2 separate regions of the Zea mays genome follow, and region 2 is linked to region 1. A link is a contact called in public Hi-C data. All regions are on one chromosome and are shown on one strand. Each heading gives the region's core, a stretch centred on a gene start, on an enhancer-like site or on the middle of the called end of the contact. The rest is flanking DNA. Distances are from core to core; before and after follow the strand shown. Region 1 holds the start of LOC100191697. Region 2 has its middle 49 kb from the start of LOC111589797.

Region 1 (5,764 bases), core at 2,536-5,035:
GGCAGAATTCCACCATACATACATGAGTGTTACATACATCGTCCCTTTGTACAGGGGCTAGGATTTGATCCCAATCCATTTGATATCATATACATACTCTTGTTAGGTAAGTCTCTATTAGGTCGTCGTCATAGTCGACTCTAGTCTAGATTATAACATGGCATGTCATACTGCTCCAAGAATACAACTCAGCCCTTGAGTACCATCCCTATTCTAGTCAAAATCTTTATACCCATGACTGGACTTATATGCCATTGTATGATAAACATATTGTGGAAATAGGTGTGGTGAAAACAAAATTAGTTCAAGCATTGACCTTGTATGTGTGAAACTGAAAACTTAATGGTCTTTGTGCAATTTTCTCTTCTCCTTTCTCAAGTATGCATGGTTTTTTTATTTTGATTTAGGAGCACAAAAAACACAACTCCTCAAGTACGGTGCATGAGCTTTTTAATGTATATGTAACAACTTCACTATAATCCAGTGTCCAATGCCACCACACAGTGACACTTACCTCTTAGCATAAGCACTGTCACTGTACCTCTTATTAGCATAAGCACTAATTTAACTTCATTACGGTTAGCATGTAAGGATATTTTCTTCAGAGTTTGGACGACAGCTATGTGCTCACTCATTTTCTATCACAAGCTAGGCATTTTTCCTTCAGTTAGGACAAGCCTTTGATCAACGATTGCTCTATAGTATTTCATTTGTATGGTACAAAACAAAACTATATCAAATGAGTACTTTGAAATATGAATCTAAAACACGATTCTCCAAAATGATTTTGTAGGTATATATCTCAACACGTTCGTCTATGGTGTTCAGCATAAACAACGACATATGTGCGACTAGTGGTAGCTCTCAAGCAATTCATTATTTATTTTTTTCGTGCATCTTTAACTATATATCAACCTCTGCAAAAAGAAGAAGAAAGTGATCTAAGTGAATTTTCAAATCTAACAGAACTTAAGTATGCCAGTATGGTTTTTATTTTTGACTAAGGAGCACGAAAAAAACATGACTACAATTCGGCGTCCAATATGAACTTTTTATTCACTAGACAGCAATATGATCTGCGTGCATATAATATCTTCACTAGAATTCATTTTCCAATGGTACTAAACAGTGATATGTCACTGACATGACATCTTAGCATAAGCTCTAATTCATCTTCTGCGTTGATAGATAGCAACTAAGGATATTTAATTTGCTTCAAAGTTTTGTATGACTAGCTACGTACTCCGGCCCATCTTTTCTAGAAGCAAGGCGTTTTTCTAGTGTTTCATTATACGATATAAAATTGTAATCATAAGTGAGTACTCTAGAGTATCAATCTAATAACAGAGTTTTTAATTTAATTTAGAAGTTATATCTCTCAGCAAGTTCAACGCAGTTCAACAACCAACATATAGATGGCCAACAGTGGCGTTTTGCTAGAATTTTTAGTGAGGTGTATCATAAGAATTTCATAAATACTTTAGTATAATTTATAATAATTTGGTATACAATTCAAAATATAAAGATAAGAATAGCATATGGCAATATAGGTTTAGCATTTAAGTCCATAAGCGTGCACATTACAATAAGCGCGTATATTAGAATGCAAATATAATATAAAATGTCTAAACATGCATTGTTTGAAGAAAAAATGTCTAAACATCAAACACAAAATACACTGGTATTAGGTTTTTTTCGAGGCATCGATTGACTGATGGTCTGGTGGGCGCTTAGGGTATGTCATGGCCTACCTGGACCACCCATTATTAGATATGCTCCTGATGGCCAAACGGACCGCACGCCACGACACTGGTATTAGCACTAATAGGCATTACACTATTATGCACTATTAATAACCGTGTCATATCGTGCCAGTAGTGCCTAGTCATCGGCCTAGACACGATACTATATGGCACTAACATCTAGTATTACCCGTACTAGTCCAGACACTATTTCACTCTAAGAGCTCAAAAGATTATAACATCTTTATAATTACAAAAATAATTTTAAAACATGAATAATCATAATAGTATAGAGTGGATTTATTATATTTAAAACCATAATAAACCATAATTCACAATCACATATCTTTAGATTACCACTTGGATTAAAAGTATCTAATCGTGTCGACCACTTAATCATGTCGTGCTCGTGCCAACACGATGTGTTGGGATGGCGGCCTAGATATGGCAAGGGCACTATATGAATCGTGCTTGTGTGTGCGGAAGTGCTACGAGTCGTGTCGTGCTCGTGCTTAGTAACGACTCATTTAGCATTGTCCACTTGCACACGTATAGTTCAACATAAATAACATTTGCACATGCAACGAGCGATAGCTTTGGAGCAACTCATCATTTCTTATGTTTTGCATCCTTGACTATGAACCTCATGCAAATAAAAGAGAAAAATGACCAATGTGGATTTCCATATAATGTACCGATGGGCAAGTAAATAAAGGTAGTGAGACATGAAATATATTTTTGGTGAGGTTGCAGTCATACTCTATATTCTCTTATTTTTATTGTCAAAATGAATAATATTTCTTTATATATATATATATATATATATATATATATATATATATATATATATATATATATATATATATGCGCGCATAAACATTCTAAAATATAGTGAGATCTAGTAGGGTTCAAGCTCCTCCCCTACCGTCGGCCAGTAGACTACCTATACCATTTTCTATTTCAAACTCTACTCTATAAATAGAGCAATTTACAGTATAAAACAATATTTTGCATGACCATTTACACGACCTTTCAGAGATGATCTAAGGAGATAAAAGATTTGCATGAGCACAAGAAGAGGGAATAGGAGAAGAACGAAGAATATGAGTATTTGGTGTACATAGGTCTGAAGCAAGATGAATGGAGAAGGGTGAATGGAAGCATGCCAGGTGCATATGAGTATTTGGTATACATGATGTATATATATATTAAATTATTGTCATCCAACTTAGAACTATATTGTTCCATTCCTCTCCTTTATTGCATAGAGAAGGATGCGGATGGTCGGGGTGTTATTTATAAAATAAACGGAGCAAAAAACGGTGGGTGATGGACGACCACGATTTAATATTGGCACCATACACACGAAAGGCTTATGTGCATATGAGATGTTCTTATGAAGAAGAGCCCAAGGGTTGCTTCTTATGTCCACCCAATATAATTTTTACATTCATTTTTATGGTCAATATAAAAGAACACCCACAATTTATAAAAAAATAGAAACATAAGGACTATGTGAGAGCACGTGGAAGGTCTAGGTGATTCCAAAATATCCTCTAATGTTTATAAATGTCGTATTTCTAGCTTTTTCCTAAGTCAACTATGCAATTTTCTATCGTGAATTCCTATAAACTCGTATTGTTTAACAACGTCCGAATTATATATTACGAAAATATTTTTTGAGTAACTCAAACGTAAATCTTATATAATGGTGAATTTTACAAATTCCGACAAAATTGATAGTCCGTATTGGACAAAACTAAATCAACAATCTATTAGAAAGAAATGGAGCGAGTATTAGAAAGCCGTCTGGAACTTATCCTCCCGCGTGCAAGTCGATCTTTGACTTTAAGCATGAGATTTGCCACTTGCCAGCAGCGCTCCTTGTATAAATACCACGCAAGGCGCTCGCTCGACCTCCACCATTCGAAAGATCCCTCCAGGAAAGATTTTTCTTCCCTCCTCCGACGCCCCAGCCCACCAACACACTCTATAAAGCAGCCCTCAGTCACACACAGAACGCACAAGCGCAAGCCGGGCAAGAAAACTCCGCAGGCCAGTCTGCGAGTTGGATGGCCTTCTTCTTGGCCCTCGTGTGCATCCTCATCTTGCTAGCCATCGCCTCCTACGTCCAGTACACTCGCTGGCAAAAGGGGAAAGGCCGCTTCGGCGGCCATGGGAGGTCTGCTCCCTTGAAGCTGCCTCCTGGCTCCATGGGCTGGCCTTACCTTGGCGAGACCCTCCAGCTTTACTCCCAGGACCCCAGCTTCTTCTTCGCTTCCAAACAGAAGAGGTTAGTCGCCGTAGGCAACTACTACTACTCATGCGGGCAGCGTGTTCGTCCTTCGTTCTGGATCCGCCCCCTTGTTCACAAGCTGCTAATGATTCGAACGGAACGACCATGCATGCCTTGTGTGCAGGTACGGCGAGATCTTCAAGACGCACCTTCTGGGTTGCCCGTGCGTGATGCTGGCGAGCCCGGAGGCGGCGCGGTTCGTGCTGGTGACGCAGGCGCACCTGTTCAAGCCGACCTACCCGCGGAGCAAGGAGCGCATGATCGGGCCGTCGGCTCTCTTCTTCCACCAGGGCGACTACCACCTCCGCCTCCGCAAGCTCGTCCAGGGCGCGCTCGGCCCCGACGCGCTGCGCGCGCTCGTTCCTGAGGTGGAGGCCGCCGTGCGGTCCACTCTCGCTTCCTGGGACGCCGGCCACGTCAGAAGCACGTTCCACGCCATGAAGACGGTAAGGAATAATAATAATAGTCAAGCATGCATGCGCGGCCAATTATATAATGTTGGAATGAATCGGGTGCTGAGAATTAATACGATTGTTTGCTTCTGTTGTTACGTTTCAGCTGTCGTTTGATGTGGGCATCGTGACGATCTTCGGCGGCCGGCTGGACGAGCGGCGCAAGGCGGAGCTGAGGAAGAATTACTCCGTCGTGGAGAAGGGGTACAACTCCTTCCCCAACAGCCTGCCGGGGACGCTCCATTACAAGGCGATGCAGGTGAGCACACACGCGACACGGCATTTACACAACCCATCCAACGCATTACACGTACGGTACGTCTCGGGCAACGGCAGTACGTACTGCCCTGCCCCTGGCACGCACGCATGCATGTGACGAAATCGCTGGACACCGTACCGTACGTACACCGTAGGCGCGGCGGCGGCTGCACGGCGTGCTGTGCGACATCATGCGGGAGCGTCGTGGCCAGGCCCAGGCGGCGGGCACCGGCCTGCTGGGCTGCCTGATGCGGTCCCGGGGCGACGACGGCGCGCCGCTCCTGAGCGACGAGCAGATCGCCGACAACGTCATCGGCGTGCTGTTCGCGGCGCAGGACACGACGGCCAGCGCGCTCACCTGGATCGTCAAGTACCTCCACGACCACCCCAAGCTGCTCGAGGCCGTCCGGGCGGAGCAGGCGGCGGTCCGCGAGGCCACCGGCGGCGGGAGGCAGCCGCTGGCGTGGGCGCACACGAAGAGCATGGCGCTAACGCATAGGGTACGAGCGTGCGTGCTGGGAAACGCAAAACTGGCTCTTTATTATTTTTTTCTTGTGGTTTCATCCGTACGTCGCCCGTCCAGGTGATTTTGGAGAGCTTAAGGATGGCGAGCATCATCTCGTTCACGTTCAGGGAGGCCGTGGCCGACGTGGAGTACAAAGGTACGCACGCACGTGCGCGCACCACGAAGAGTAGCTAGAGGAGCAACGAGAGTGCTTTGCTTAATTCTGACTCGGATTATGCCGTGTAGGGTTCCTTATCCCCAAGGGGTGGAAGGTGATGCCGCTCTTCAGGAACATCCACCACAGCCCGGACTACTTCCAGGATCCACACAAGTTCGACCCTTCTAGATTCCAGGTACGTTACGTACAGAAGCATGGGCCTCACCGCCGTTAGTTGCTGTGGGACGACGACGACGTGACTGACCGGACGTTGCGTATTATGCAGGTGGCGCCGCGTCCGAGCACGTTCCTGCCGTTTGGGCACGGCGTGCACGCGTGCCCCGGGAACGAGCT
Region 2 (6,115 bases), core at 2,911-5,410, 79 kb before region 1:
AATATACCTCCGTATCTGCCCTGCCCTGCATCGTATTGATCTGTTTGTCTAACTTCCTCGTTTCATGCCGCCGACCAGCCCTGCATCCCGTTCGTCTACCGCCCAGTCCTGGATCGCCATGGCTAATGAGCCCTTGCTGCAGTCGTGTGTCAGCATTGCACCTGAAGTTGTCCACGTACAGGTAGACCTCTCTCGCTCTATATTTCTTATTCTACCTTGTCGCGTCTGTGGCCATGCCTCAACGCTATGTCTCATGATGTCTTGTTGGTGAAGGCCTCCGACCTCGATGTTGACGCTGCCCTATCCGTTGTTCCTATTGCAACTTGTGCCACCGATGTCCACATGCCGCTGCCAGTATCCCCTAATTACAAGTCAACTTTACCACCCAGTGTAAGTCTCCACATAATCAACCAAAGAGAACATATGTATTGTATTTTGATTTACGATCAATAATTCCATTTAATGTTATTATAGTGCTCATCGTCTGTACCTGAGTGTCAAGAAAGTATAAAACCTGTGGTGGGAATGTCATTTGATAGCGTTGATGATGTAGAGAAATTTTACAAATCATACGCACATGAGTCTGGATTCTCTGTTCGTATTGGGCAGCATAAGAAGCAACACGAGGAAATATTAATGAAGCGATACTATTGCTCAAGGGAAGGTTACAGAAAGGTGAAAGACGGAACAGTTATTGCTCAATCCAAAAAAAAAGAGAAAGACGCATAATGTAATGGAAACTAGGTGTGGTTGTGACGCACACATTGTTGTCAAATTTGATACCGACAGAAAGTATCGAATTTCTTCTATTGTTGAGGAACACAACCATGGTCTTGTCTCTCCAAATAAGAGGCATTTGCTCAGATCCAACTGCCATGTTAATGAGAGGGTGAAGAGTACTTTATTTAATTGTCACAAAGCTAGCATTGGCACCTCACAAGCATATAGACTTCTTCATGTCAGTGAGGGAGGTTTTCAGAATGTTGGGTGTACGCTAAGGGATTTGAAAAACTATTATCGTGACCTTAGATCAAAAATCAAAGATGCAGATGCCCAGATGTTTGTGGCTCAACTTGAGCGAAAGAAGGAAGTCAATTATGCTTTTTTTATGAATTTGAGGTGGATGAACAAGGAAGGTTGATACGTGTGTTTTGGGCTGATGCAACGAGCAGGAAAAATTATAAACTTTTTGGGGATGTGGTCTCTCTCGATTCAACTTATACCACTAATCAATATAACATGATCTTTGTGCCATTCACGGGAGTCAATCATCACTTGCAAAGTGTTTTTCTAGGAGCAGCATTCCTGTCTAATGAAAAGATCGAATCATATGTATGGCTATTCAAGACCTTTCTTAAAGCCATGGGTGGAGCAACACCTCAATTAATTATAACTGATGAAGATGCGAGTATGAAGGCTGCTATTGGTATGATTTTACCAGAAACAACTCATAGACTTTGCATGTGGCATATCATGGACAAGATACCTGAGAAGGTCGGACCATCTATAAGAGAGGATGAAGAGTTCTGGAAAAGACTGAACTCATGTGTTTGGGGATCCGAAACTACTGAGGATTTTGTGACTCAGTGGACTTCTATCATCACTGATTTTCAACTCACTGAAAATGAATGGTTCTCCACAAGGTTTTTGATTCGTGAATCGTGGATTCCGGCATACTTTATGGACATACCTCTAGCAGGAATCCTCAGGACTACATCACGCTCAGAGAGTGCAAATTCATTTTTTAATCGCTTCATTCATCGAAAACTGTCCTTTGTTGAGTTTTGGCTAAGGTTTGACACAGCTTTGGAGTGTCAGCGCCAAGAGGAATTAAAAGCTGATAATAAAACACTACATACTACTCCTAAATTAGCAACTCCCTGGTTCATGGAAAAGCAATGCAGTTTGATATATACTAATGCAGTTTTTGAAAAATTTCAATCCCAAGTGGCAGTTGCTAGAGACCAATGTTTTGTTCAAAACATTACAGAAAATGAAGAGACAAAAATTGTCACCATAAGTAGCTTTTCTGGAAAAGATCGAGTGGTCTATTTGAACAAGTCAAACATGTTTAGTAAGTGCTCATGTAAATTATTTGAGTCATATGGCATTCCATGCTGTCATATAATTCAAGTGATCCGCACTGAGAAGCTAAATGATATACCTTTGGTTTATATCATGAAAAGATGGGAGAAAAGGTGTACCAGGTATGTATTGTAACTATTGTTTATATATATATATTTATTTATTTATTGATGTTTCAGATTGTTTTTTAATCAAAACTTTAATTTGTAGGGAACAATTCTTTGACGAAGAGGGTAACCTACTAGATAAAAAACCTGAACATCGTATGGAGGTGGTAATGAGGAAAAAGATCTCAGATGTACGCAATAAGTTTGAAAATCTTATCCAAATGGCCAAGCAATCTGAACCAGGCATTGAATTTTTATTTTCTAGTTTATCCAACATACAAGATCCTCTCCAGAAGATTGTCCCAACTACAACCATTACTAAACAGGATGAATATGAAGCTTTCATTGGTACTAAAATTCCAAATGAAGTTGAAATACATCCGCCAAATGATATCAAGTCGAAGGGGAGATGCAAAAGAATAAAAAAGAGCAAGGAGATCAATGGGAGAACTAAACGTGTGTGTGGGAACTGTAAGAAAAAAGGTGAACATGATGCACGCAACTGCCCAAACAAAGTTACTCATCAGGATTAGGAGGCAGACAACGGCGGCGGCTTGGCGAGGAGGATCTTGGGCGGTGGCTGGGGAGTTGGGTGCTGATGGTGGTTGCAGGAGGAGAAGGAACCCCGGTCATCGGCGTCGTCGAGGTGCGGCAGTCATCGCGTCTCGGCCGCGGGCGTGGGGAGTTGCGCCTCCATCCAGTAGCATCCGCACCAACAGGACAGGTTATGATTAGTGATAGGCCTATTTGTAAACAAAGTTGATGCTAGGGTGGTATAGTGTAAAACTTTTCCTACCTTTTGCTCTAGCCATTAGATGGAACATTGAAGCTTCCTATTTCAAGTTTACATGGTTGCACCGGTTGTTGAGTTTCCACCTGATACGTTGCCTTTGATGATAATGCCGGATATAATCAAATCTTTATGGACGAGAAAGATACATCTAAACGACCTTTAATTTAAATGTTCATACTTTATTGTGCTTTTTAGGAAATTATCACTTTCTACATCTTAAATTCTATGAACTCTTTTATCTCCATCCGCATGTAATCTCCACGGTACTTAGATTCTAAGCACAACCAAAATCTCCTCATAAGTAATAACCAGATTCTCATAAAATCTCATAAAAAAAGTGAACCAAACATGCCCATCGAGTCATATGGACAGTTTGAATCGTACCAACTTGGCAACTTGCAACGAGGTCGGTGCCCGCCGGATGCTCATCCCCGATCACGAAACTGTTCCGCCACCGTCACGTTCACGCCATTGGGTAGCTTGCACAGTTGCAGCGCATGTCATCACCTGACGAGCACGAGGCGCGCGAAAAGGTCTATTTCGGAGCGAAACTGTATATGGCCTGCGCCGCGACCGGGACGGCCGGCCGGCGCCCGCTGGAACACGCGGACGGCGACGCTGAGGCCCATCCGGCGGTCCTCCAGGCGCCGACATGGGGCCCGGGCTGCCGCCGTCGCGAAGCTTGACGCAATCCCCGCGGCTTGGTCGGTGGACCGTAGCGCGGCCGTGGCCACTCCTCTGTCCTCTCCGGCCGGGCGCGGCTTCAAGTTGCACTGCGGACGGATCGGATAGCTCTGGGGGGCAAGATGGCGGACCGGCGGATCGGCCGGGTTGATCCCGGCGGGTGCGCGCGCGTCAGCGTGACATGAGGTCGTGCTCCGGCTGATTGTGACGTCGTCTGGTGTTGTCGCGGTCGTTCATGTGGCCGCGCGCGGGGCTGGCTGGCCGACCTGACGCCGAGGCGCGCGGGACACCCACCAGTTGCCATGGCGATCACACGGCCTCCACCGGCACACTTACGCCGCTGAGGTGTGGCCAGGAGGCCTTGCCGCCGTCCCGTGGGCCCCAATGGATTCCGAGAGATCGACGGCGGCCGGTTCTAGAGCAACCTCTCAAGCGGCCTCCGACCGAGCGAATCCCTGCGACAGCGACGTCGATCGGGAGCGACTGGTGGAACACGAACACCACCCTGGTGTGCTGGCCGAGTTACTGTTGGCTACATGGCGCGCGCACGCGGGCTGCATGCATGGGAGGGCACTTCTTCCAGCTAAGGGCCAACACGGCCTGAAAGGGTCACGTCGAGGTCGGTCACGCCGATCAGCGCACGTAAATATCATGTCATCTCATCTCACACCCGTGTCCATGCATGCCGCGGCGCGGTCGAATACTCGAATCTCAGGTGCTGTGCACTGAGCTTTCTGGAGAAAGTAGTTACTGTACCCGATCAGTCTATATATATTGTATTCTCTTGATCGATGCTGGGGCGGAGTAGATTATTCAGTCAGTTACGTTAATTTGTAACAATGCGAGATCATAAGCACGCAGAACGAGAGCGATCATCATCGTATCAAAGCCGACCAAGCTCGAGCGTACTAGCTAGTTTACTGTCGGCTATTTACAATGGCAGTTTTATGATGGTTTCATGTATATTTAATAGTATGTCATATCACTATTTTAGATGATATGACATAATATTTAAGATAAATAAGTTTTATGGGATGAAATTGGTTTCATAGGGATGAAATCATATGAACCCGTTACAAGGCCATGGAAATCGTGTGAAATCTCTATTGAGAGTGATTTGTTTCATCTTCACATATTTTACTAATTTTTATTGGATGTTTAGTTGTAACATTTAATTGGTATGTTAGTCTATAAAATAGTGAAGTAAAATTTTGTATTTAGAGATATTGTTTCGTTCTTAGTTTCATGACACTCTTGATGATATGGCAATGTTGAAAAGAGTGTTATAAAATAGCCACTGTCATTAGCCTAATCATCGAAAGCATTGGTACATAGGTAGTGTAAGAGACTAAAACTTGATCCACGGAAATGGCGAGGCTGGATTCTGAATAGAAGAACTCGACTTGCGGACTAAGACAGCCTTCAAATATTCCGTGTAAGATATATAGAAGATAATCTTCTCAGGTAGATAGCATAGTCTGGATTTCTATTCAACACGTGTGGTTTGAGATCAAAGTAGGATAAGATAGAGTCGTCTCTGATTCGGAGCATGGACATCTCTAAGAGTCACCACTTTTTTAGTAGAGGGACAAACTTGGATGGTCCCATTTTTTGTTTGGATGGCGGTCACCTATCACTGCTCGAGGGACGGGGGCAGCCATCCTAGTTTTCGGGACCGCGACAGGGGCAGGGGGCGACACCATCCGTTCGATTTTTAGAATCACGCCGCTTCCGAAAATTGCTCTAGTGTTCATTTCACTCCCGCGTGATCTTCATCCAAACACCATATAAAATGTGGCCGCCTCCTTTCATCTCCTTTTATACATCCAACCAAACACGTATACAACGGCACCTTTAAAATTGTACATGCGCTGAAAAACTTAATTCTATCGTTCGCTCTTACATCGAGTCAAATTAGGGACCTCCTAAAGCAACTAACTCGGCTAGACACATGCGTAAAAACCTTTTGATATAATGGGAGAAATATGGATTTTTTCACATGTTTCCTACAAAATTTAGAGTTCGAATAAGTTACGGGCAAGATCCCTGACTATTGTTTTGGAAGATTGTCTCACCTATATATAGCTTTTGCCTTTCGGGGATTAAAGCTTACAAGCCACTAGTAAAAAACATTTCTAAGTTTAAGGTGGGGTTTTCTTTTTACTGGCGGTTTTCTGTGCGAGTTCATGTGAGACAACGGAAGATATATCACGAACGGACGCTATATCACGAACTCTAGATTGATATTATTAGTAATAGTCATGTATGTATTTATATTATTAAAGATGCAAATGTATTATTGAGTGTAAATATATGATGTTTATAAATTTCGACGAGGAAAGACAGAGCACATGACTGAAGGTGCATTGTGCAGTATAATTGAGGAGATATGTACATTCCTATTGAGAGAGGTCATTCCTCTTGAAGGAAAATATCACGATGGTAC

Evidence for each region. A called contact is a pair of places that touch in the nucleus more often than the background predicts.
Region 2: a contact with region 1 is called in a Hi-C map of leaf, with 5 times the contacts expected there. The contact joins the enhancer-like site here to the promoter of LOC100191697 in region 1. A contact is called at or near these places in 4 of 25 Hi-C or Micro-C datasets (ear, leaf and tassel) and 1 of 3 datasets of contacts at active chromatin or transcription factors (leaf).

What each region holds. Positions count from the first base shown.
Region 1 is chr7:131,299,053-131,304,816 of Zm-B73-REFERENCE-NAM-5.0, reverse strand. It overlaps LOC100191697, which reads left to right and starts at 3,785. Exons shown (of 8, transcript NM_001137126.1): 1 at 3,785-4,035; 2 at 4,163-4,484; 3 at 4,597-4,749; 4 at 4,904-5,248; 5 at 5,332-5,410; 6 at 5,500-5,606; 7 at 5,697-5,764. The coding sequence starts at 3,815.
Region 2 is chr7:131,378,311-131,384,425 of Zm-B73-REFERENCE-NAM-5.0, reverse strand. No RefSeq gene overlaps it. Among protein-coding and RNA genes, the nearest start is that of LOC111589797, 49 kb to the left of the region's middle. Within about 2 kb of position 4,160, at least 12 of the 20 cell types and tissues checked have an H3K27ac peak or open chromatin away from gene starts, as enhancers often do. A contact at or near this core is called in ear, leaf and tassel, where this site is marked.